Regions from separate parts of the Mus musculus genome. Here all the other regions are linked to region 1. Evidence: chromatin contacts called from public promoter capture Hi-C data. All regions are on one chromosome and are shown on one strand. The core of a region is the stretch at or near the end of the contact, and the rest is flanking DNA. Distances in the headings are between cores, read along the strand shown.

Region 1 (6,267 bases), core at 1,178-3,677:
CGTCCAGTTGTGCTCGAGTGCCCACTTTGAGGTCTGGATTATTTTCTATTAAAATCAATACAGCAATGAACAACCTTTTGCTTTAGTTACTTTGCCTTTTGGAATAGGTTCCTAGAGTTGATATTTCTGGGTCATAATGCAAATGTGTATACAATACTGTGATTATCTAACTGCTGTGTGCTACTTTGCATTCTTAGTGGTATTAGATGTCCTTACTCCTCACAGCCTGTCACTTGAAATTCAGACATCTCTTTAGCTATAAAGATTGAAGGATATATATATATATATATATATATATATATATATATATAAATCAGGAGGACTAAAGAACAAATATCATTTTAATTTTCCAAAACTGATTACCACTAGATACAATGCAACCTTTTAACTGTTAAGTATAAAGGAAAGTGCTGGTTATTTAAAGTAAATGGGAGCAGAAGTCCCATGAATAATCAAAAACGTGGCTAACAGACCAAGACCAGAGAATAATGCACTTGGCTTTTGTGAAGAAATTAAAGTACATACTGTGAATTTTCATTAAAGCAAATGTGTGAAAAGTTACTCTTAAGGTACCATGATCTTGAAGAAGCAGCCTCAGATGCTCGATATATTACACTCAGTCTCTCTCTTTCTCTGGATTTTTCTGACTTCCTTCTCCTTGGACAACCCAGCTTAGGTCTTAGAACTCTTTAGAATGATAAAATATTTCACCTTTTACATTTATTTTTACATAGTAGTATACTTGGATTTTATTGCTAGGAATCTTACATAGGAACTCCCTTATGGGGAGACTGTTTTTAAATATAATTCACCTTTAATTAATATGCTGTTTTATCTATGGAGCCCTCACTCTGGAGCCCTGGCTAGCCTAGAACTGGCTATGTAGACCAGGCTGCTCTTGAACCTAGAGATCCTTCTGCCTCTGCCTCCTGAGTGCTTGTAAGCACCACCATTCCTGGCTCAAAAACAGAATCTTTAAATCACAGGAGACTTGGCACTCAAAGGGAGTTTGCCGCTAAACCTTCTGTGGCTAAAAGCATCTTGTGTGAACAATTTCTCTTTGTTTTTCTAGTTCATTTACATAATGTGAGCTTAAAAAATACCAACTATGAATTTTGAAAGCTCACATGAATTTTAAAAACCATTCCTGAGTGTAAAATGTAGGTAACAAGTCGTTTATTATTTTTATATTACTGATCTTAATGTTACTTTTTTCTTCCCAAGGGATTGAATTTAAGGTTTTGTAATTTTTAATTTTTTTATGATTAACAAGGACTTCAACACTTGTTTTGTCTAATTAGAAAGGGCAAGATGCTAGACGTGCTTGAATAGGTGGCACCCGAAGAGCAGAGTGGCCCTCTGGCCCTCGTCTGTAATCCCAGGACTTGAGAGGTGGATGGGGTCAAGAAGTTACAGGTCAGTTTGCTACACAGTAAGAAGTCTCAGGCCACTGTGGCCTAGGGGAAAAAAAAAACGTTCCATCCAACACTGAAAGCGTCGTCACACTGACAATTTTACTTTAGCAATGAGAAAGAATTTTTGGTAACATATTACTTAATGTTGTGGTTAAGAGTATGTATTCAAATAACCAAATTGTTAGGTCGGGTATGTGGTTCCGAAGTAGAGCACTAGCCTAGCATTACTGCATGAGGCCTGGCCTCTATCCCTAGTACCCAAAGGAGAGGAGAAAAAAAGATACCAGATCCTCTAGGTTCACATTTTGCTTAATGTGACCATAACAACTTACAATTTGGCTGTGCCTCATTCCGTTCCCCCCCATCCCCCCTAAAATCCGGGGAATAGTATTATCTTTAAAACTCAACAAAAGATTAAGTGAGCTAATATGTGAAATGCACTCATGCCAGTGAATTTTCAGTCCCGGAGCAAGCGACGTTTCATTCCATTCTCACAGCATCCTTATTTTCTGGATTTTTCACAGAAATCCTGGCACTTCGGCCAGGAAGCTGAGGGAAGCAGGGCTCAGCCTCACCGATCCACTTGCGTTCCAGCTCTGGGGGGGCCGCGGAGGAGACGTCGTCGCCCAGCTAGCGGGGCCGCCCTCCCGGGTCCGCGGCCCCCACCAAGGGCCTAAGGCGCCCAGGAGCAAAAGGCTTCCGGACGAGCCTGCGCCACGGGCCTACGATCTCGCCGCGGACCCACGATACAGACATTTATTTACATAAGCTTCACTCTGCGTTGGGCCGGGAGAAACGCTGCAGAGACCCCGAGAGCGCCTAGATCCAGGGCTAGCGGGGTGCCAAAGGGCGGACACCGACGTCCTGGGGCACAGGCTCCCTTCCATCTCTCGCCTTCCGGTCATCACTGAGGGTCCGCCCCTTAGTGGGGAGGTCCCAGCTGTGCCGTAAAGTAAAGAGCACTCTTTGCCGCTCATCAGCCCGCCCCTATCTTTACGGCAGGCCGCATTTCATGCCTCCAACATGGCGCCCCCCATGTAGGCACTGGCTGTGGTTACCAGCGCAGGTATCCAGTGCAGTTCTGAGCAGCCGCTGGGGTTACGCCAGTCTGCGCTGCAGAAGCAGCAAACGTTATTCCTGGTTACGGCTCCAGAAAGCCATACTTCTCTGAGGGTTTGGAATCGCCGTCTCCTGTTAGATTCTGAAAGTTTCTCCTCAGCCCTTGTTTGCTTCCCGTGTCATTTCTGGCCACCTTCCTCAGGTCCCCGACCCTCTCAGACTCAAAACTATGAGCCTCCGGCAGCTGCTGTTGCGCTTGTCCGGTTACCTCGGGGCTTCAGGTCCCCCCAGTCGCCACTGGTGGTACTTCAGATCCCTCGACAGCATCTCCTCGGCGGGCTCCTGGCGCGGGCGCTCCTCCAGGTCACCGGCCCATTGGAACCAGGTGGTGTCCGAGGCGGAGAAGATCGTGGGCTACCCCGCATCCTTCATGAGCCTGCGCTGCCTGCTGAGCGACGAGCTCAGCAATATCGCCATGCAGGTGCGGAAGCTGGTGGGGACGGGACACCCTCTGCTTACCACTGCCAGGTGAGCGACCCATGGTAACTCTGGGTCTGGCCAGTTCCTTGATTCTAACTTTCTTTTGAACTTTTAAGGTATTCTTTGGTGTCCCTTTAACATTCTTCTACTTGGCCCAGGATAAATGGTTTTCGTAAAAGAAAAACTTGAACGTGTTTTACAGTTTCTCTTCACTTTTAGAGATGCAGATGCTTCATGGCTTGTCAAGGTATCAGAGATGTATACTTATTTAGTCACAGTCAAGAAGTGGTATTTTAAAAATGGAATAGAGCCGGGCAATGGTGGTGCATGCCTTTAATCCCAGAGCTTGGGAGGCAAAGGCAGTGCGATCTCTGAGTTCAAGGCCAGCCTGGTCTACAGAGCAAGTTAAGCTGTTTACCTACAGAAAGATTAAGACAAGAGAGACAGGCAGAATAGACAGCTCCGGGCAGTGGTGGCGCACGCCTTTAATCCCAGCACTTGGGAGGCAGAGGCAGGCGGATTTCTGAGTTCGAGGACAGCCAGGGCTACACAGAGAAACCCTGTTTCAAAAAACAAACAAACAAAAAAACCCCCAAATATCCAGGTATTGGACTATCTAGATTGAAGTCAGTTTCCTCTGACGCTTTTACCACTTAATGCCAGACTAGTGTTAAACTTGTCACTAGGGTTTAAAAAAAAATTTATCACTTAAAAAACAACTCATACCTCATGTTTCGTAGTTTATTTCAAGCACACAGAAAAGTTATGAGAATAAAACTAGTACAAAGAGGATTAGGGGAGATGTCTTTGCCAAAGTACTTGTTGAACAAGTCCTACAACCTGGTTTGGATCGCCAGCAACAAAAGTGGAGGTTTTTCATACCAGTACTGAGGATGTGAAAACTGGAGATCTCTGCAGTGTGATGGACATTTCGTCTAGCTAAACCAGCAAATTCAGTGCTAAACAAGAAACTCCTTCTCAAACTCAAAAGTGAAAAAGCAAACAAGAGCTGGACAAAAAGATGGCAGGTGGGCTTATGAATGTTCAAAACCACTAGCCATAGGAGAATTGCAGATTTACATTACTATGAGATCTGTCACAAAGTTAAGAGGAATGAAATACAGATTTACAGAAGGACATCCTGGTGAAGAAACAGAAAAACTAAATTTGGCATGTATGTAAATCAGTATGGCCAATCTGGAAAATGGAAATTTCTTATAAGATTAAATTAAATAAGATTAAATTATACATCTTACCATCATACTCATAAACATTTATCCTAAAGAAATAATTAAAAAAAAAACACCTTGTCTATATCAGAATCTATACAGGGGTGTTTATAGTGTTGAAAGTTGGCTGTAAATTTGCCAAAGTCTTGACAGCAAAATGTTGATAATTAAGAGAATGATACTCAGCGTGGGTATTTGGGATAGCCCCAACCTGACCAACTCAAACGTCATTTATTGGTCAATGGTTGATCAAACTGTGATATATCCATAACCATAAAGCTCTATTTGGTGGAGCTGAAGAGATGTCTCAGTCATTAAATTGCCTACTGTGCAAGCTTGAGGGCCTGAGTTTAGATTCCAAGTACTGACAAAAAAGCTGGTTGCCAAGAAAGTGTGTGCAAGTGGGTTTTGTAGCCCAAGTATTAGGGTGCAATGTGGAAACAGGCTGTGCCTTTGAGCCCATTGGCCAGCCAGCCTACATAATTAATGAGTTCAATGAGAGACCTTGTCTCAAAATATAAGATGGAGCAAGATAAAGAAAATACTCTTGCCTCACATGTATACACACTTGTTAAAACCTGCATGTGTTCTCTCAAATACAAATGCAATTTGATTTTTTTTTTAAAAAAATTGATATCACTGTGTACACCTGAATGAGTCCTAAAGGGGTTATGCAAAGTGAAGAGTTTTTATCCTCCCCAAAATTAGGAGTTAACATGTGACTCGGCCATTCTTCCTCTAAGTATATTTCTAAAAGACTTGAAAACAGAGTCTCAGATAGTTATATATTTATGTTTCTAGTATTGTTTCCAATAGGCAGAAGGTAGAAGCTGATCATGTGTTCATTGGTGGGTAAATCTATTAATGAAATGTAGTATATGCATACATTGGAATGTATGTATTCAAATAACCAAATTGTTAGGTTGGGTATGTGGTTCCGAAGTAGAGCAAGGTGCATAGATCAGTTAAGGATGAATTTCTGCTCCTTGTTTGAGCAGGTGAAAGGCACCTGTCTTTTTTATGAGTCAGCTTGATTAATAACCAAATTGTAATAAATCTTCATTCATGCCATATGAAAGGATGGCGTGATGAATTTTAAGAACTCTGTTGCCAACAAGACTCATTGGCTATGTATAGTTGAAGTTCTAGCTAGAGACATTTTTATGTTTCAGCCAGTTTCAGGTTTGTTCCCATATAGAGGGATCAGCAAATTATGTTACCTGTCCTATTTGGTCTTCTTGACTTTTTTCCTTCCTGACTGCAGCCAAGGTCTTCAGGGGGGTCTCCCTCTATCAAGTCTGATCCTTATTACTTTGGAAGGAGTCTAAAACCTTTTTTTTTTTTTCTTGTTAACACAAATACAGAGCCCTTCTCCCAAAATACCTTTTCTTTGTTCCAGCAACCTGAAGTATAAAATCTAAAGTATAGACTGATTCAATTTTGCAGGCTCTTTTTTATTTAGATCTGCTCTACTTTGACCTCTGTCATAGAGTATTTAATACAATTATAATCACTGAAATTATAACTACCTTCATGTTGACAATTAAAACAATTTAAAATAATTAAGATAATTATTTTTATTTATTAAGATACCTCCATATACAGTTGTTTCAATTGTGGTAAGCTAGCCTCTGGGCAAGAAATGTACTATCTATAGACAAAATGCTGTTTGCAGGATAATTTACTGCTAAGCATTGCCAAGATAGGGTAAGCTAGTCCTTCATAATTCCTGATTCATCTGGGGTCTGTCAGATGTTCTGGGCCAGAAGGCTGAAGATAGATACTCCAGTGTTATAAGGAACATTAGGGACTGTCCAGACAGTAAGCTATCTCTGTCATTTCTATGATTTTTAGAAGCTTCATCCCTATGCTTCCTGCATACCTAAATAATATTTATTCCTTTTCAAAGCTCAGATGGTGTTGAAGACTAGATAGTTATAGTCTCACAACTAAACTTATGTTGTTTAGCATCAAGGAAGGTATTCTAGATTTTAAAAAGTTGGGTTTCAGATATAATACAAGTAAAAATCAAAGATAAGTGAGGTGCAGAATTGTAAACTCATTAATTAGTATAGATGATAAAA
Region 2 (6,267 bases), core at 2,719-5,218, 2.9 Mb before region 1:
TCAGCTCACTATGAAGACAAGAGTGGCCTTGGACTCACAGAGATCTGTGTGCCTCTGCCTCCCAAATGCTGTGACTAAAGGGGTATACCACATGCTTAGACACTGTGGAATGCTGTACAGGATGGAATCCATGACCTCAAGTATGCTAAGCAAGCATTCTATCCCCAGCTTTTAAAATTTTCTATTTACTCTCATATATATCCTCACGCATGCCTGTGTCTACCATTCAATATTTCAGTTGTTCATGTGAAAAACAGGAGTAATGGATTGCATCTCTCAGGGGTGTTTGTACGTAGAGATATAAGGGGTGCACACACCACTGTGTACAAAGAACAAGTGTATTAGCTACTTTTTCCATTGCTGTGGCTAGAGTCCTGAAAAAAGCTAAGGTCAGGAAGAAAGGAGTCATTCTGGCTGATGGTTTAGGGCCCTAGTCCATCGTGTGGTGGCTGAATATACTGCCGTGGGAGAGGCATGGTGGCTGCCTGTGCTGCGGCTGCTCAGTGTCAGCAGTCAGGAAGGAGAGAGAGAGAGATGTATGCTGGTGTTGCAGTGGGTTTTCCCCTTTTAGATTCAGTCTGGAATCCCAGCCCATGGATGGTGCCTGCTGCCCTTTCAGAGTGGGTTTCCTCCCTCAGTTAATCTTCCCTCTAAATATCTTCACCCAAATATGTGCTGTATCAATGCCCTAAGTATCTCACAATCCAATCAAGTTGACAGCTGAAATTAGTCATGCAACACTCAATCAAAAATCTTAGAGCTGGGCATGGTAGCACATGCCTTTAACCCCAGAAGTTGGGAGACAGAGGCAGGTAGATCTCTGTGAGTTTGGGGCCAGTCTGGTCTACACAGTGAGTTCCAGGACAGCCAGAGAGAAACAAAGAAATAAAGAAACAAAAATATTCTTGGGGTTGGACATGGTGCTCAGTAATAGGATGCTAGCCTAAAATTAAAATGCACAAGGCCCTGGACACAGTACTGCAGATAGAAGAAGGAAAAAAAAACAAACCAAACCTGTTATTCCAGCATCACATAGTGATCACATAGCCCATCCATGGGTTGGGATTCCTAAAACTATATTTAGACCATTTTTTTTTCAAGACAGGGTTTTTCTGTGTAGCCTTGGCTGTCCTGGAACTCAGTCTGTAGACCAGGCTGGCCTCGAACTCAGAAATCCACCTGCCTCTGCCTCCCAAGTGCTGGGATTAAAGGCATGTGCCACCACTGCCCAGTTAGACCAGTCTTATTGGAAAGAAAAACTGTGTCTCTTTCAATCCTTGCCAGCACTTTGGTCAGTGTGTCCAAACCAAATTGATACTTGTTCTCTCAAGTCTTGCTCCCAGTCCTGGATTCCCTGGTTTGTCCAAGGTTCTATCTCATTGGTGAAGTTCTAACCATTGAAGCCATGTTGGAACATCCCCTTTCCATGGACTCTACACTTAATTTAACCACCAAGTTTTGTTGAATTTGAGTTCTAAACAATTCCCAACACTTGCCTCTCCCTCATAATGAACACTGCTATTCCATGGGTTGTGTTTTTTGTTTTTTTTTACCGGTGTTAAAGCAGTAGCTCCTTCATTGGTACTTCCCCCTACTGTGAACTGAACTATATTGTCAGAGGAGTTTTTTTTTTTTTTTTTTTTTTCTTTCTCGAGACAGGGTTTCTTTGTGTAGCCCTGGCTGTCCTGGAACTCACTCTGTAGACCAGGCTGGCCTTGAACTCAGAAATCCAACTGCCTCTGCCTCCCAGGCAGAAGGATTTTTTTTTTTTTAAATACACAGACTGATTACATTTCTTCTTAGCTCAAATGTGTTTGATAAGCAGTGTAGTGGCACCTACTTGTAACTGCAGAGCTTGTGAGTCTTAGGCAGGAGGAGCCTGAGTTTGATGGGTTAGTGTGATCCTGAAACAGACTAACAAACTTAAAAAAAAAAAAAGTTTTATTTATTTAATGTATATGAGCACATTGTAGCTGTACTGATGATTTACTTATTTAATGTATATGAGCACACTGTAGCCATCATATGCTTGCCGGGAATTTGAATTCAGGACCTCTGCTCCCTCCGGCTGACCCTGCTTGCTCCAGCCCTACTTAGTTTGGCCTAAAGATTTACTTATTGTTGTATCTAAGTACACTGTAGCTGTCTTCAGACTCAACAGAAGAGGGCGTCAGATCTCATTACGGATGGTTGTGAGCCACCATGTGGTTGCTGGGATTTGAACTCAGGACCTTCAGCTGGTGCTTTTAACCACTGAGCCATCTCTCCAGCTCGTGAAGAACTTACTACTTACAGAACAGTGAAACATAAAACCAACGAGCATGACTCACAGTTTGACACCTCCTTATTTGCTTGTCTTATCCATTCCTTCTTTCTAGCTTAATCTTGCAGGACTCAAACTGGTTGCTTTCTCCTAATGTATCATTTTGTGACCGGGGCGCAGGCTGTCCTGCCTGCAGCTTTATGGTCTCTGTTCTCTCACTTCCTCAAGGCCCTGTTCGTTCTTTACATTTAAGCTCATGGTGCTTTCTTCATGACGGCTACCCACCTAGCCTAACAGTCATCCTGCCGATTTTATCACTGTGCCTTGTGCCTTACAGTTCATATTATAGATGTACGCACGGGAGTCCTACACAATGAAATCGAAAGGCCTGATGATTGAAGCTCATGACATACAGAGAGGAACAAGAATTGGAAGTTTTAGTAGGTATTGGAGATAAATGAAGGAGAGGGAAGGAAATAAAGAGGAAATAACAAGTCGATTCTTTGTTTAGATGGTCTCCCCAGCAATAATGTTGTCTATGGATAGCTTAGCTGCCTTTTTGACACAGACACCTTATCAAATTTCCCTTTTAAATTTAATCTTGTTATAAAATGCTGCCTTTTATTTTAGGTAGTGGAAGAGAGCTGAAACGCGCGTGTCGAATGGATCTCAATTTCTTTTCGGTTTAAAAGCCATCAATATGCAGTGGGTCACATTTTTAGTAAGGCACTTTCTAAGTTCTTACAGTACTACTTTGAGGTGATGGGTTCTGAGCCTCAGACACCATAACGAATCAACGTCATGAGCAAGATAAATACCTTAAACCCCTAGGTGAGCCTCGCCATTACTGTAAAACACGCTTTACTACCCAGCAAAAACGATTGTTTTTAAAACGCTGCATTTTTGCAATCTTCCAAGCGCTTTAATTGTTCTCAGACAGATGGCTAAAGCTAGGCTACCGCACCCGCATATGTTAGGATAAAACCGACTAGAGCGCCAAGAAAAAGATGATTGGCTGTGGGCCGTAGAAGTTACACGGTTCCCCTAGCAAGAGCTGGGAAACCGCTGAATCTTCAGGTTTTGAAATACGGTTTTTGCATCGTAAAGAAAGAAGATTAACCTATCAGGAAGAACCGAGCACATCCAATTACCAATCAAGAGCGGGAAAACAGCCAAAGCCGGAGATAACCAGGCACCAAAGCGGACGTCACTCTTCAGTCTCTGCCAATAAGCCGAGGCAAGGGGCGGGGCAACCAGAGGATCAATTGCCCAAGAAAACAAACAATGTGTAGTACAACTGTCTAAACCCCAGTCCTAAGCTCCGGATGCGCCGGAATGAGCTCTAGAGCAAGGCTCTCGTGAGGTGCTTCCCGCTTTTCTAGCCTAATGACAGTCAGGGCCGGGTATCTACTTCCTAGCTCAGCAAAGGTGTCCTTCCCGCCAGCTCCCACGGGCTCGCAAAAATCCCGCTGCAACTTTGCGCTACAGTTTACAGGAACAGCAGTCGCGCGCTGAGGGGGTGGGGCGGCGGCAGAGCGCAGGCGTACATGCCTTGTGGAGGCGTGGCCCAAAAGGCCCCAGGAACTCTGGGAACTGTATTCCCCGCTCCCGAGGAGGTAGCACAACTCACGAGCCCTCTTGAACTACATTTCCCAGAATGGCTCGCGACCTTGGGGCGGGACGCTTGGTTCCTTAATGAGTTCGAGAAAGCCGCGGCGCGGCCCACCAGGTTCCAAAACAAGGAAATGAAGGGAGGAGGCGGGACTGTAGATGCCTGCGGGAGCCGCCGCCGCCGCCGCGGAGGAGGAGGAGGCGGAGGAGGTGGCTGCCGCGGCCGCCGAGGAGTCCCTTGCTGAAGGCGGACCGCGGAGCGGCGGGCGGCGCGCGCGCGCCCGAGCGACGGCTGTTGGAGAAGTGGAGCGGCGGCGGTGGAGGAGGGACTGAGTGGCGGCGGCCCCCGCGTCCCGGTTTCTCTATGGGGGAAGCAGACAATGGATTATGATTTCAAGGCGAAGCTGGCGGCGGAGCGGGAGCGGGTGGAGGATCTGTTTGAGTACGAAGGGTGCAAAGTGGGACGCGGCACCTACGGGCATGTCTACAAGGCGAGGCGGAAAGATGGGTAAGAGCGCGAGCGGGGAGTGGGCTCGTCCCGTCCCCTCCGCTGCGGAGCCCCGGAGGGCTGGGTGGGTCGGAGCTCCCGGGACGAGGCGGCGTGGGTCGCAGAGCGACGTCCCGGGGCTAACTCGGAGGCACTGGTGCTGCCGCCCCCCGCTGGCCGGTCGCGCCCCTCGAAGTCGTACGGCGCAGCCCCGTCGGGGGCGTCGGTCCCGCCTGGAGTCGCGGCTGCGTGATTAACAGCGGGCGGCGGGTGGAGACCGCGCCTGGAGGTGGAGTTTAGGGGTCTGGTCCCCGGGGACCCTCCGGAGGGCTTGGCTGAAGAGTTACCGGTTTGGCCCTGTGCTGGTGACGGTAGTGGTGGAACTTCCAATCGGCGCAGCGCCTTCCCGGGGCGGCGGTTTGAAAGCTCGCGGGGGCGCCTCCTGTCTGGTGGCGCAGCGCTTGGGGTCCTGGCTGGCCCCTTGGGTCTGACTTCCTTGCCAACCCAGACTTCATCTCTGATGTTTACCTGGGGACTTCCCGATCCTGCTCCCGATTCCCACATTTTAATATTCTGAATTCAGCACTCTGAAGGTGGACCCTGGAGAGAGATAAATTGTATATTACAAGATTTAAGTGTTCTCTGGTTGCTTATCTTTCCTGCCTCTTGGCTATCTTAGGTATAAGATATATCTTGGCTATCTAATTCCCCCCAACCCCCTTTAAGATAGGGTATCTGTGCGCCCTGCTTGGCCTGGAACGGAGAGATTCGCCTGCCTCTGCTAATCAGGTACTATCATTAAAGGCGTATGCCACCAAACCTGGTCCATTTCTCTTTTCTTCAGGAAGAAATCTTGATTTCTTCAAGTTCTTAGCCTCTGTCAAATGGCTGTGAGCTTTGGTAGTGTTTATTGAGAACCTAGACCACCAAGAACAGAAAACGGAGTGACAGGCTTGAGCCTGGATTGCCGTTTCCTTAGTTGAGGGGATCTGTAGGAATCTCTTGGGAAGTCTTTATGGATTGTTATATCAGTAAAAGACAAGTTGATAAAGCATCGAGAATGTCCCCTTCGGGCCGGTGGTCAGACTGGCTTGTAAGAGCTGGCCCGGTGGAACCAAACTTCAGGCCTGGGAATGGTGAGTTTAAAGCCAGTTGTCACCTTGGCTCCTTTCTGGAAGGAATTCCTTTCCCTTAGGTTCTGTAACTTAGACTCAAACGATTGTCAGACTATACAAAAGGGAGACTTAAGGATTGTGATGGGGCATTTTTGATAAGCCGGATTATCACCATACCTCAGATTTAAAGTGCTCCTTGGGGCCCCTCCTTCCCAGTGCTGTGATTTGATAATGTTGGTGAGGCGCTCCCGCATCAAAGTAAGCAGTGCTCGAGCTACTTTTCTAAGAAGAAAGCCAGAGCACAGTCGTACCAAGTGTCTCATACTCAGTACCTGGAAAGTTACAGGTACTGTCCAGAACTCAAGGATGATGGTTAATCGCTATTGCAGGTAGACCTGTCTAGGCCAAGCTACTCAGTTGTCTGAGCTGTTTCTTTTAATTACCACATGTCCTCGAGTGCACACCAGGGGCTGGAGGGTACTGTAATTGACTTGCACTCTGTTTTTGGCATAGCCACTCTCCTGATTAAATTGATATTCCAGTGGGACTCTTCACAGGGCTGTTTGGGGAAAGCAAATCCAGTGCTGTCATTTGGACACTGTGGTTCCATTGTTGGGCTGGATTTTCCCGTATCCCCAGGGACTGTGCTAACGTTGTGATACATGTCATCTAGAATACACAAAGTTTTCATTAAAAATATCTTAAAATATTTTCATTTGCCCTGAGTCTTTGAGAACTTTAACAATTCTGTTTCTGAGTCACATAGACTAGATGGGATTACAACAGAAACA
Region 3 (6,267 bases), core at 2,592-5,091, 2.4 Mb after region 1:
TTGTATATGCTTGACCCAGGCAGTAGCACTATTTGAAGGTGTGTCCTTATTTGAGTAAGTGTGGCCTTGTTTGAGTAGGTGTGGCCTTGTTGGGAGTAGGTATGGCCTTTTGGAGTAGTTGTTTCACTGAGTGTGGCCTATAAGACCCTCATCTTAGCTTCTTGGAAGCCAGTCTTCTCCTAGCAGCCTTCAGATGAAGATCTAGAACTCTCAGCTCCTCCTACACCATGCCTGCTTGGATGCTGCCATGTTCCTGCCTTGATGATAATGGACTGAGCCTCTGCATCTGTAATCTAGCCCCAATTAAATGCTGCTCTTATAAGAGTTGCCTTGGTCAGGGTGTCTGTTCACAGCAGTAAAACCCTAACTAAGACACACTCCAAACTGAGCTATGTGGGAGACTGCTCTATATTATAGATTTTCAAATTACCAGTCTACTCTTCTGTAAGTTTTTTTCTGTATTTCCCAGTCATGTAATAAACAGTGACCAACTTGGGGAACAGTGCTTACAATGAAGTCAGCTTGGAATCTACCCCTGTTTACATAATCTATGTCTGGGCTTAATGCCTAGAGGACTTTGGAGGTGTTCTACATAAAGTCCATGGAATGACTGCATCTTGTCAGAGATAAGTGTTGAGGGACTAATTTTTCATGTAACAGTGCAATCCTTCCTTCTTACCGGTTGTTTTGAGACAGGCTTCCACTCTGTTGCCCAGACTGACCTGGAGCCTCTGGGCTCACACCAGGGCAGTAGTAGGTCATGCTTTATCAGACCTGGCACCAAAACAGGCTTTCCTTTCCTTCTATTTATTTTTTAAGTTCATTATCAGTTTAAGTATATTTTCGTATGTATACTCACTGCCTTTGTGTCTAGTGCTCATGGAATGTGCTGAATCCCCTGTAAGTGAAGTCATGGATGATTGTGAACCACCACGTGATTCTGTGTACTGAGTCTAGGTTTTCTGCAAGGGTAGCCAGGGACTCTGAAGCACCAAGCCTTCTATCCTTTAATATGCGTGTGTGTGTGTGTGTGTGTGTGTGTGTGTAATGAAAACCAAGTCCTGGGTCTTGAGCATTCTAAGCTAATGAACGCACCACAGGAAGCTGACATGTTGGATGTTTTAAGGAGGACACAGAGCCAGAACATTCTCACTTGATACCAGGTTGCAAAGTTTGAGCACCACCTTGGTTGGCCTATTGCCTTTGTCCTTCCTTTGAAGCTTTGGGTTTTCTAAACCTGCCAGACAGGTTTGGGTCTCATCCAAACTAACTGGTTAAGTAAAGATGATGAAGCTCTGCCTTGAGCCTGTAGCACAAGTGACTGTCACATGTAGGCTGGAATTGATTAGAACCTCCCTGGGAAGGGACACCAATGCCAGCCACCCTCTTCCTCTTTAGACTCTGCACAAAGGTCAGAGAGTATCTCTTTCTAAAAAGGAGGTGATCAGGCAAGATTTGTTCTTACACTGATGAACTCACTGCAAGGGAAGCTTTGCCTCTTTGAGAGACAAGGTGAGAATCTCCATTCCTTTGTTCCTCACGCACTCCAGCATCTCTCAGCGCTGGTGATGATAGACGAGAGAGGCCTCCTCCCTTAATTTTTCATTTTCAGTCGTCATTCTTATGTTCACCACAGATTGGATTGATTCACACTTCAGATTTTTAAATGTTTGCCTGTTTGAAGTCTTGATTTATTACTTTTATTGTATGGGTGAGTGCTCTGTTTGCTGGTAAGTGTACAATGTGCATGCAATGCCTGCAGAAGCCAGAGGAGATCATCTGAGTGTCCGGAACTAGACTAAGGACAGTTAAGTCACTAGGTGGGCTTTGGAGAGCAAACCTGGGTCCTCTGCAATAGCAAGCACCAGTGCTCTTGATTGCTGAGCCAGCTCTTCAGCCCCTTAAACTATTTTAAAAAGATAATTAAAAAATGATTTATTTATTTATAAGTACACTGTAGCTGTCTTCAGACACACCAGAAGAGGGCACGAGGTCTCATTACAGATGGCGTGAGCCACCATGTGGTTGCTGGGATTTGAACTCAGGACCTTCGGAAGAGCATTCAGTGCTTTTAACCACTGAGCCATCTCTCCAGGCCCAGATATTTTATTCTTGATTCTGTGTTCTCTGCATGGGTATGGACACCAAAGTATGTTTGATTCCCTAGAGCTGGACTATATTAGATTTGGGGTACCAGGTGGGGTACCAGGTGGGTGCTGGGGACCAAACTTTGCAAGAGTAGAACATGCTTTTTACCTCTGACCCACCTTTCCAGTCCCTGAAAAAAAATATATATTTTAAGTTTTTATGTGTTTGCCTGCTTATATGTCTGTGCACCATTTGTATGCAGTGCCTGGAGGCCAGAGTAGAGCATCAGATCTCCTGGAACTGGCATTACAGATGGCCCTGTGCTACTATGTGGAAAGCAAATCTGGTTATCTGGAAAAGTAGCCAGTGCTTTTAGCTGTAGAGCCATTGTTCTAATTCCAACTTAAATTTTATTAAACCATTTTTGTCATAATTGAGGTTTTGTGTCTACCAGGTGTGGTAGTGAGTGTGGGACAAAAGGGTTAAGAAAACCCACCAGTCCCTGAACAAGAAAACCCACTAATCTCTGAAGAGCAAAACCCACCAACCCCTGCGCTCACCCAAGCTTGGCTTGGAAAGCTCCACCTCCAAGCCCCAACAATCCTATATAAGATAAATATATAAGCCTATATAAGCCCTGCCTTCTGCTCAGTTCCCTGCTGCTTTTCATCGGAGCAGTGGCAGCCACTCTCTTGGGTTTTGCCTTTCTACTAAACCTCTTGTGTGAGGTCTTGTGTGTGATGTGACTTTGTGGTATTCTTTGGCTCTGGATTGCCAGGATCCCTCTCTAGTAAAGATGTAACCCTTTCACTGGAGCATCCTCTCCTGGAGCAGAGAGCTGTTACACTTGTATTGGGAAAACTCCCCCCTCCTGCAGCCCGGAGCAGAGCTGTAACACTTGTGAAGGGGAAGTCTTTCCCTTCAGGGCTGCAGTACAGATCCTAGCCCTGGGGAGGTAGAGACAAAGAATGTAGTCATTTTAGCTACACATCAAATGCAAAGCTAGCCTGGGCTACATGTAGTAGGCTCAAAGCTCATACCTCCATCATCTTAAAACGGGGCTCCATTGTGTGTGCTGGCTAACCTCAAACTCAGGACCCATCTGCCTCTGCTTCTTGAGTGCTGGGAATAACCTGTATGTATTATCATGCCCAGCTTTGAAGTCTTTGATTCGCCCACTGGGGCCTGTCATGGGAACTGAGATTGCATTTTACCAAATTAACATTTGTTTTTCCTGTTTGTCACTTAGATTTTCCTCAAAGTTTGGAGTTGGCATCATTTTCTGTGCTAAGTACAGGGATATATATGACGGGGCATACGATAGAGCTGTGTCCTTGTTCTTAGAAATGTACTCAGCAAGAGAAACAAGGCATTGTTAAGTCACAATAAAGGAAAAAAAAACCTACAATTTTGCTTTCGAACTTGAGTTTTATTACTGTTCAAAATTTAATTTGTAAGCAGGATAGTTAAGGCATTTGTTTATAGAAAAGTACATCTGTTTTAGCTTGGTGGTGATGAATTTAGGAATAACTGAAATTCTCTAATCTGCTTTACTGGGGTGTGTTAGAACCGAGGGAGGATGCTCTTATACAACTTTGGAGGGAAGAACGTGAGGGCGCGTGAAAGCCCACAAAGTATTTCCACAAATTGCTCAGTCTAACCTACAGATCACCACATAGATGCCATAGAGGCGTGGCTCCGTCGGGGAGTGCGGCCCAGCCAGCTCGAAACTACAGTTCCCAGAAGGCTTCGCGAGCCCAGGAGGGAAGCGGGGCCGCGGCAGGAAAGGCGCGAGCGAGCGGAGGCGGCGGCTGGTGCCCACCCCAGCGCGGTCTGGTTGGCAGCCGTCGGTGCGGCGGACTGACTCGGCTTAGCATCCTAGCGTTCCTGGGCGCCGGCCGCAGCGAGCTCGCTCCTTCTCCCGGCCTGTGCGGGGATGTAGGGCGCGGGTCGCGGAGGCCGCGGGCGCGGCGGGGGCTTCGCGGAGGCCGCGCCGAGGATGGAGAGAGCGATGGAGCAGCTCAACCGTCTGACGCGCTCGCTGCGCCGCGCGCGCACCGTGGAGCTGCCCGAGGGTGAGGCGCCCGGAGAACGCGCGCTGCACTTTTCCGAGGCTGGCGGGCGGGGGGAGTCGGCGGGAGGCGCGGGGGCGCGGCCGGCGGGGGCTGGGGCTGGGGCGGGGACGGGGACCGGGGACGGGGACGGGCTGTCCGGTGGGGTTCGGTCCGAGCGGAAATGCGTTCCGCGGGGTCCGGGCCCCGCACTGGGAAAGGGTGCGGTGGCGCCTCGCACGGGCTCGGGCTGGGGACGTGCTGGGTTTGCTTAAGCTACAGAGTGAGGTAGGCGGGCTAGGATTTATTTGAAATGCGGGGCGCCTCGGTTTTGGCACTAGACAAAGGTTGGCAGCCACCAGACAGGTGTGTTTGTGCAGCTCTGTTGGTGTAGCAGGCATTCCTGCTGTAGCTTGCCTGCCTCCATCGTTTAGTCCTGCAGACTTGGGTTGAGTGGGCTGGGTGAGAACTCTGTGTGTGTGTGTGTGTGTGTGTGTGTGTGTGAATTGTGGGCTGGGTGAGAACTCTGTGTGTGTGTGTGTGTGTGTGTGTGTGTGTGTGAATTCACACCGGAATAAAAGCTCTGTTTCGAACTTTTGCTTTGGCAAACTCCAAATAGAGGAGGTGGGGCGGGGCTGGGGGCGTTGTTTGATGCCTTGTGAAGTCAGACTAATTTTAGTGGCGGTGAGACAAGGCAGTCAGGTTTGTAACCCAGGCTGGCTGCAAACTTTAGAGCCTCCTGCCTCAGCCTTCCAAGAATTTGGATTCTAGGCATTCGCCTACCTTGCTCTGCTCAGTTTGCTTTATTCCACCTCCCCCCCCGCCCCCCCACCAACTTCGTTTTAGTTAGCTAAGGAGAGTGATGAAAAGAAATGTGGAGTTTGTGAGTTTGGGGATACTTTTTTTTTTTTTTTTGAAAAGTTTTATTCTTTATGATTCTGAGTAGAGAAAATTTGTGGCAACTGTTTCTGAGTATATATATATATATATATATATATATATATTAATTTGTTACTTTCCTAGACTGAAACAATTTAGAACAATCTAGTTTTAGGAAGTAAACGTCAGCTTCAACTTTTTCTTTATTTCCTCTGTGAATCTTTTCACTAGGGGCTGCTTTCACATATTTCCTGATGTCATGCTATCTATTGGTAACAGCTGATGAGGGCTGTGTGCGTAGGTTATTAACATTGCTATTTGTATTGTTAACTTATATCCGGCATTTTGCATAAATATGATATAAAAGGCTTTGATAATATTTCCTGGTTTTAAACATTTTATATTTAAATATATTTATATATTTTGTATATTTTAATTATAGAAAGATTTGATAATAAAAATAAAGAAAAATCTGTCATTCTATTCACAATAGTAAACAATCTTTTTGCATTTTTACCTAACATTTTTCATACAGTGTCTTGTTTTGTGTTTAGAAAACATCGTGGATGTGTATCCATAAATGTAGTTAATGATTTGGCAGGACTTGGTAGGATGAATGAAACAAAAACTTGCTTTTTAACATTTTAATGTTTTTACTGATTTTAAAAGAACAGCTTTGTCCTTAAGGCTTAGTCTTCTGTTTCCTTAGGGTTTGTTCCTAGAAGATGAGCAGGATTTAATTATACAGCCGACATTTAAAAGACCTTAATTATCAGTTTCTTAACCTAGTCTTTGGGAAGTTCTGGTCAGCAGTCTGAGTGCTTGGAGACTTAAATATTACAATTAAAAATAAAGTGTTTCCTCTTGTTGCTAGGCAAAAAATGGCATATTGCTCACATCTCTTTGATTACACATCTTCATTTGATTACAGTGAATTTGTTCATTTTGTTCTTTGAATTTACCATTGTTTTGATGAATCTTTGAATTCTCTTAGTTTGGCTCTTTCAGGTAGATCATCATGTTCAGTGAATTCTAAAAATACAAATTATTGTGGTTGCACTTTAAGGCTGAACAGAGAAGCTGATGAACGGGGTCAGTGTGTTAAGGGGCCTCCCCAGACCTGGCTACCTGACTTTGATCCCTAGACCTCATGTAGAGACAGAAAGAGAGAACTGACTACACAGCGTAGTCCTCTGGCCTTCACGAGCATGCTTTGGAATATTATTATTATTATATTTTTATAATAATA
Region 4 (6,267 bases), core at 2,191-4,690, 2.3 Mb before region 1:
TCAATGCACCGCTGGTATCTTAGAGATTGATTCCAACTCATTCTCTTTACGTACTGAACCATTCCTTAGAGTCTGAAGTAAACAAGATGGAGAGGAAGCGTCCTCCCAGCCAGTGCCTGCTCCACTCCAAATCTGATCCTCCATGTCCTTACTTGGTCAAGACCTTTTCTTTTAGTTTTTCTTTTGTGTACAAGGCATTGGCGACAGAACACTCTCCAGGCCCCGGAAATGAACTTAGAAATGTGGTTAAGTGATGCCCTGGGCTACGACAAAAAGATAGAGATAGAAGAATCAAGGAGCCTGAGGCTGGGGGATCACAGGTTTGGGTCTATGAGGGAGGCAAGGGAACCCTGAGAAGGAGCTTGTTAACCTTGTGAGCTTTACAGATCCTTCAGCACTGAGGACGGCAGGCCTCACGCGCCGTATAAAGCATGAAGTGCTTATCTAAGAGACAGCGTGATGCTTTGGGGAGGGGATGTGAGTTCTGAATTTAGGAATGAACAGTCTTGATGTACTGTGTAGGAAAGACGTGGGTGTGCGGCTAGAAGAAAGAAGTACACAAAAAGTTATTCTTGTTTTAAAGAGAATCTGAACTAAACGGTGGCAACTGAAAAAGAAAGAGACATTTGATAAACATCACCCAGTCACAGTGGGAAAGAGTAGCTGTCACTCAAAAGCAAAGGCTCAAGAAGTCAAGAGTAATTCCCAGAGGAAAGGATGCTCTGAAGGCTGTGCTAAGGAAAACAGAGAGGAAGAGATCGAGTTGCGGGGGGGGGGGGGGGGGGGAGCAAAACCAACCAACCAGCCAGAAACACGATGAAGGGGAGGTAGCGGCTGAACAACTAACAAGCGAGTTAGAAGGGGAGGTAGCGGCTGAACAACTAACTAGCGAGTTAGCGGGGCTGAGGAAAAGGAAAACGGTGAGCCTTCTGTTTGTGGCTTGAGCCAATGAGCAGGATGTGGATCAATCAAAATGGGGAATACAAACGTGCACTAGAAAGACACTTAAGCTTTTAGCACACCATACAAAAGGGGCACAAGAGGCATTCTGGATAAGATTTAAAAAACATTAAGAAAGCTGGCATGGAGTTTAAGACAGGAGTTTACTAGGACAGCTGGTATTTAATCAGTATATAATTGTTACAGCTAAAATTGCTTTGCATTTTTGAAAATTGGTAGCTAAACATACTTGAAGGATGAGTAAGAATGGGCTCAGAGCTCTTAAGTGATGTCTCCAAGGAGGCCATGTGGCTAAGTGCTAGAGGGAGATATGAATAATACTGGAATCTTGATTCATGCCTATGTTAACCTCTTCACTGTGGTCACCTGTGAGCCACCAGAAGTATATACTGCAGTAAAAATATGTGAGACTATGTGGAGGGAAACTTGAAATAACAGCCTAGACCTAGAAAACCAAATGCTGACAGGGCTGGCAGAAGAATAGGGAACCTGAAGGCTGAGGATAGCTCGGTGGACATCATAGGAAAACTAAAGAATAGAGAAAAGGAATTATAAGAGCTATTTGATGCAGAGATTTAATTCAGATGGCAGAACGGTCTCATGACTGCAAAAGGCCTGGAACACCATTTCCACCAAGTAATTAATCAAGAAGCCAAGGCTAGACTGTACTGAGCTGGGGTGGGGAACCCTGTGACAAATCAGGGGAACAATGCATAGCACTGAAAGTTGGAATGTCTAAGGAACACACGGGGAAGGCTGCTGGAAAGTCATAGGCTGGCAGAGCTTTGTTCTGTTCTAAAGATAGACTTCCCAGTGTTCTTTCATGCCAGATGTCCTTATAAAAAACTTCAACTTCATAAATGACACAAACAAGACCCAGGGAGAGCTTAGTTAGAAATCTTCTTCTTTTCCCTCGTCAGTCTTTGAGCTGGTCATTCACTCACACAGGGCTTACTACAGACTGATGCTCTCAAAGGGCTCAAGACACACTAAGTCTTCTCCTAAGTTTGGAAACTCTTGCTTTAGCTAACGTGGTCTCTCTCTCTTCGAATTGACATTTCATTTATTTATTTATTTATTTATTTATTTTATTTATTTATTTTGGTTTTTTGAGACAAGGTTTCCCCGTGTAGTCCTGGCTGTCCTGGAACTCACTCTGTACCAGGCTGGCCTCGAACTCAGAAATCTGCCTGCCTCTGCCTCCCAAGTGCTGGGATTAAGGCATGTGCCACCACTGCCTGGCAACTTTTTATTTTTTTATTTTTATTTTTTTAAGAAAGGATTTGTCTGAGCAATCTACACACACAAAAAAAAAATCACACTTCTACCTTATTCTTTGTTGTGGTTATTACCCCATCCCATCCCCACCCCACCCCCCACCCCCGGACACCCAGTGTTCAATTCAATCTGTAACTACTTTATTTGTCCACATTTAATTGGTTGTTTCACCCACGAGAATGATTCCAGTATGAACTATGATAGCAAAGATGTTCTGGTTGGTTGACCCTTGTGGCTTTAATCCTGTTGTTACTGGGAAACAATACATGCTCCATAGAGAACTATATTATAGAACTATAGAACTGGGTTTCCCCCTTTATCAACTTCCTCGGTTGGGTTCGTGCATGCTACTTCCTAAACTTTATGTCCTTTTCCCATTCATTGTATTAACACAAAGAATCACAATAGCTAACATGTATCGCTTTCCACTAGATAGATATTCGGCTCTGTGCTATAATCTTTACCATATAATTTCACTCAATCTTTACAATAACCCCCCGATAAATATGTTTTTATACAGCTATCTTCATTGCACAACTGTACAAAAGAACGTTGTGTAATTTGAAAGTAGTGAAGCCAGGATTCGTGCCGAGTTCCTCAAAAACAAAACAGTGCCTGGCCGTGGCTCACTTCTAGTGAGGGTACAAATTCTAGTTTGAAAGTCTTGATCCAATATTATCTATGCTCTGAACTTATAACTGATCTAATAAGGCTACATCTTAGTCTACAAATTCAAACTTTCCTCCTCTCCTGAACTAATTTTATCCGACGGAGATAGGAAGGACAGGGGTTAGTGGAGAGCTGCTCCGTACTTCTAATCGTCAAGGAGGATGTGGGAAGAGATGTAAACGCTAGTTACATACTTCTCAGCGCCAAGGTAGACCAGCCTCTAACCCGAGACGAGCTGAAAGCAGTTCCTGAGCTTATTAGTGTCCAAAACACTTACCTTAACTGCCACCTCCGGAGCCGAGTCCACCGCCACGGTCAGAGAGAGCTTGGCTGAAGGCGATTTGGTCAAGTGCATGAGAGAGTCCGCGGCTGGCAGCGGACACCGACTGCCCTCACTGTCCGAATCCGATTCGGACCCCGAGCCCGAGCCATACGAAGCAGCTAGAGCTGCAATCGCAGCCGACATGACTGCAACAGATACTCTCTGCTAAGGCCAGGCCAAGGCGGAAGAAGCAGCGTCTCCCAGGTCCTGTCAGATTGTCATGGAACTCGATATTTACCTCCTTTAAAAAAAATCATTTATAACTTCTCGAAAAAAACTTTATTATTGAGATAACTGTATCAAAACTTGAGATTCACAAACATTTATCTAAAGAAGCACAAGGGATTACAACTATTTGTAACTTTCAGGACCTCGTTGATTAAAGACCCAGTCCTGAGATGTGTTTGAAGCCTCGAGGACCTTCACTCCCGGCGTACAGTGCGGCGAGGAGCTCGCGGCACCATGGGAAATGTAGTTTGGAGCGAGGAGGTGGAGCCCGGCAGAGGGGGCCTGCCTTCGACCCCGCCCCCAAGAGGATGCTTCATTCAATTGGATGTCATCTTCCCTCATTCCCGAGCCCAGCACCGTTCTCTCCGGCCCCCTCCCCCAAAGTGCGGATCGGGCAATACCACAGAGCCTCAGGACAGGGGGAAGCGCCGTCCTCTTGCCCACGGACGGGTAAGTGGGTGGATGCTCATTCTCCCACCATGCCGCCGTACGCCCTGCAGGGTTCGAGGGGAGAGTGCGAATCCTAAGTTCAGAGACCTGGGACCCGTCCGGTGCAGCTCCGGGGAAAGGTCGTGAGGCCAGGCGGAGAGCGCCCCGCGGCTCCCCCTGCTGCAGGCGCGGGTCCCCGCGCCCGGTTGTGGAGCGTCGCGCGGGGAGGGGGCGGCGCAGGGCAGCGGCTGCTCGCGGTGTTGTTCGCTCGCGCGTCGAGCGCACCGCGGCTCGGGCGAGCAGTGGGCGCCCCCGGCGGCATTCCCGGCGGCCCGGCGCCTCAGCCAGTGCCCGGCGCGGCTTCCATCCCGCAGCCCGACGCTCCCGAGGGGCTCCTGGTGGCGCCCCAGTGCGGAGCCGGACCGGCGGCAGCCGCCGAAGCATGTAGAAGGGGTACGGCGCGAGCCCCCCACGGTTTCGCGGTGAGCACGAGTCTCTCAGGATTTTGTCCCTTTTTTTTCTTCCCGGGGTCCTGACGAGGGAACTGTTCTCCACCGACCCGAGCCGAGAGGGGCGTGTGGATGAGCCGGGGTCTGCAGCGGCGGCGATGGATGGGCGCGCCGCCCCCGCCCCCATCCCGGGCTCCCCCGCGCCCGCCGCCCAGCAGCCCGGGCTGCGCGTGGAGGACGAGGCGTGGGATCTCGGGCGCGGGGACTGGCCCGAGGCTGCTCTGGGTGCAGCATCTGCGGCTCTCACCTGCGGCGCGGGGTTCGGGGCTCCGATCCCGCCGCTCCGCCCTTGTGCATCGGCGCCGGCGAAGGCTGCAGCCAGTCGCGGAGCCCTCGGCTCGCCCGGCGTGCCAGCGGTTCTGAAAAGCGAGCCCTGGCCGCGGGTCTTTGCGCCGCGGCTCTCTGCACGACCATGGTAAAGCGAGTGCGGGCATCCCTTTATATTCCAGTTTGGAAGAGAAGGCAGAGAGGGTGCTGGCTCTTTTGATGCCTGGAAATGGGGAGGTTCCTCGGGCAGAGTTAGGGAGACGCTTGCTGGGCTCTGATGTCGGCAGGACTCGCCCATTGTGCCACCCAGATAATTATTCAACTATGCAGCATCCATTGCACCTTTCCCATTTTTCTTTTCCCCTAGCTACAGCATGCCCCCTAGCTTCCGTAGACACCTTCTCTAGCACTTGCGGATGATGAACTAGAATAATGGTGAAAAGAAAGCTCATCGGATCCCAACATTCACGACCTGCCCTGTGACTGACTAATTAATACCTAGCTAGAATAGGTACTTTAATTCGACTCATTCTGACCCTATCCTTTACTATACAAAATGTGCCCGACATTCTATTTACATTTTTTTCTTGGTGTTCACATTAGCTAAGTCTTTATTTTCAGTAATCGGTGTGATTAGTTTATTAGTTGTTCAGTTGTACAAACATCCATTGACATTGTAAATTTAATTGGTAAACTTTCATTTTTCTAATTGTTGGGAGCCGCATAACACAAGTACAGATGCAGTCCCATTTGGAACTCACAGGAACAGTTTATCTTTGATCTAAGTTTCTGTTAGGGAAAGTATTTTTATTTATTTTGAATATTTGAATAACGTACTTATATATAAAATTTTCCGTTTTAATAAGAAAAGTTTTGTATTTGTAGAATATTTGAACATCCGATTTACTAATCATATCTTTCATTTGAATGAGAGGGAGGATTTAATATGGGAGGAGAAAAACTCCCTAACTTGGATTTTAATTTTCACTTAGTTCTTTTTAAAGTATATTTTATTGCCAGTTACAGTTTTTTTCTTTTAACTCTTATCGACATGGATATGAGTAGATCCAGTTTTGAATACCTTAAGGACAGAATATATCTCAAAACCTTGGGAAAAAAACATAGCTACTTACTACTTAAATGATATCATTTAAGAACAGCCTATGAGCCACTAGAAACATCTTTTCCTTTTTATCGGCTTTCCCCTCTTTATGTGTTTAAGCTTGTTTTGTTAACCCTTTCGATACGAACAGAATTGTACACGGACGATGCAAGTGTTTGGAGGTGCAGGGATTATTTAATTTGTAAAGGGCATACATTTAAGTTGACGGTGTAGAATCATTTTTTTTTTTTTTTTTTTTTTTGGCTAGGAAAGACCTTGCAATTTACAAAGTGGACATCTTGCCTTGGTTTCCTAACATGTAAATGGAAACAATACTCTTATGCCACACAATAGTATGCGTTAAATCAGAGAAGATATTTTCCCAGTACTTTTAAACTAACTTTAAGTATTTTAATTAATCGATGAATCATGAAGAGGCTTTGGTATGCTTTTCCACAGGGCCTGGGAAGGGCTGATTTACATTTGAGTTTGCTTTGGCCAGA

Evidence for each region. Promoter capture Hi-C pulls out the DNA fragments that hold promoters and counts their contacts. Capture Hi-C pulls out chosen DNA fragments and counts their contacts.
Region 2: a contact with region 1 is called in a promoter capture Hi-C map of adipose tissue, with 4 times the contacts expected there. The contact joins the promoter of Cdk19 here to the promoter of Pdss2 in region 1. A contact is called at or near these places in 1 of 39 promoter capture datasets (liver) and 1 of 9 other capture datasets (adipose tissue).
Region 3: a promoter capture Hi-C map of pre-B cells shows a contact between it and region 1, with 5 times the contacts expected there. The contact joins the promoter of Hace1 here to the promoter of Pdss2 in region 1.
Region 4: a contact with region 1 is called in a promoter capture Hi-C map of liver, with 9 times the contacts expected there. The contact joins the promoter of Cdc40 here to the promoter of Pdss2 in region 1. A contact is called at or near these places in 4 of 39 promoter capture datasets (liver, neutrophils and pre-B cells), 4 of 484 Hi-C or Micro-C datasets (CD4 T cells, CD8 T cells, erythroblasts and 1 more) and 2 of 9 other capture datasets (adipose tissue and liver).

Annotation. Positions count from the first base shown.
Region 1 is chr10:43,219,059-43,225,325 of GRCm38.p6, forward strand. It overlaps Pdss2 (prenyl (solanesyl) diphosphate synthase, subunit 2), which reads left to right and starts at 2,428. Exons shown (of 8, transcript NM_027772.2): 1 at 2,428-3,002. The coding sequence starts at 2,704.
Region 2 is chr10:40,345,340-40,351,606 of GRCm38.p6, forward strand. It overlaps Cdk19 (cyclin-dependent kinase 19), which reads left to right and starts at 3,969. Exons shown (of 13, transcript NM_001168304.1): 1 at 3,969-4,382. The coding sequence starts at 4,255.
Region 3 is chr10:45,573,988-45,580,254 of GRCm38.p6, forward strand. It overlaps Hace1 (HECT domain and ankyrin repeat containing, E3 ubiquitin protein ligase 1), which reads left to right and starts at 3,842. Exons shown (of 24, transcript NM_172473.3): 1 at 3,842-4,163. The coding sequence starts at 4,088.
Region 4 is chr10:40,879,703-40,885,969 of GRCm38.p6, forward strand. It overlaps Cdc40 (cell division cycle 40), which reads right to left and starts at 3,441. Exons shown (of 15, transcript NM_027879.2): 1 at 3,185-3,441. The coding sequence starts at 3,373. It overlaps Wasf1 (WAS protein family, member 1), which reads left to right and starts at 4,125. Exons shown (of 9, transcript NM_001379453.1): 1 at 4,125-4,368.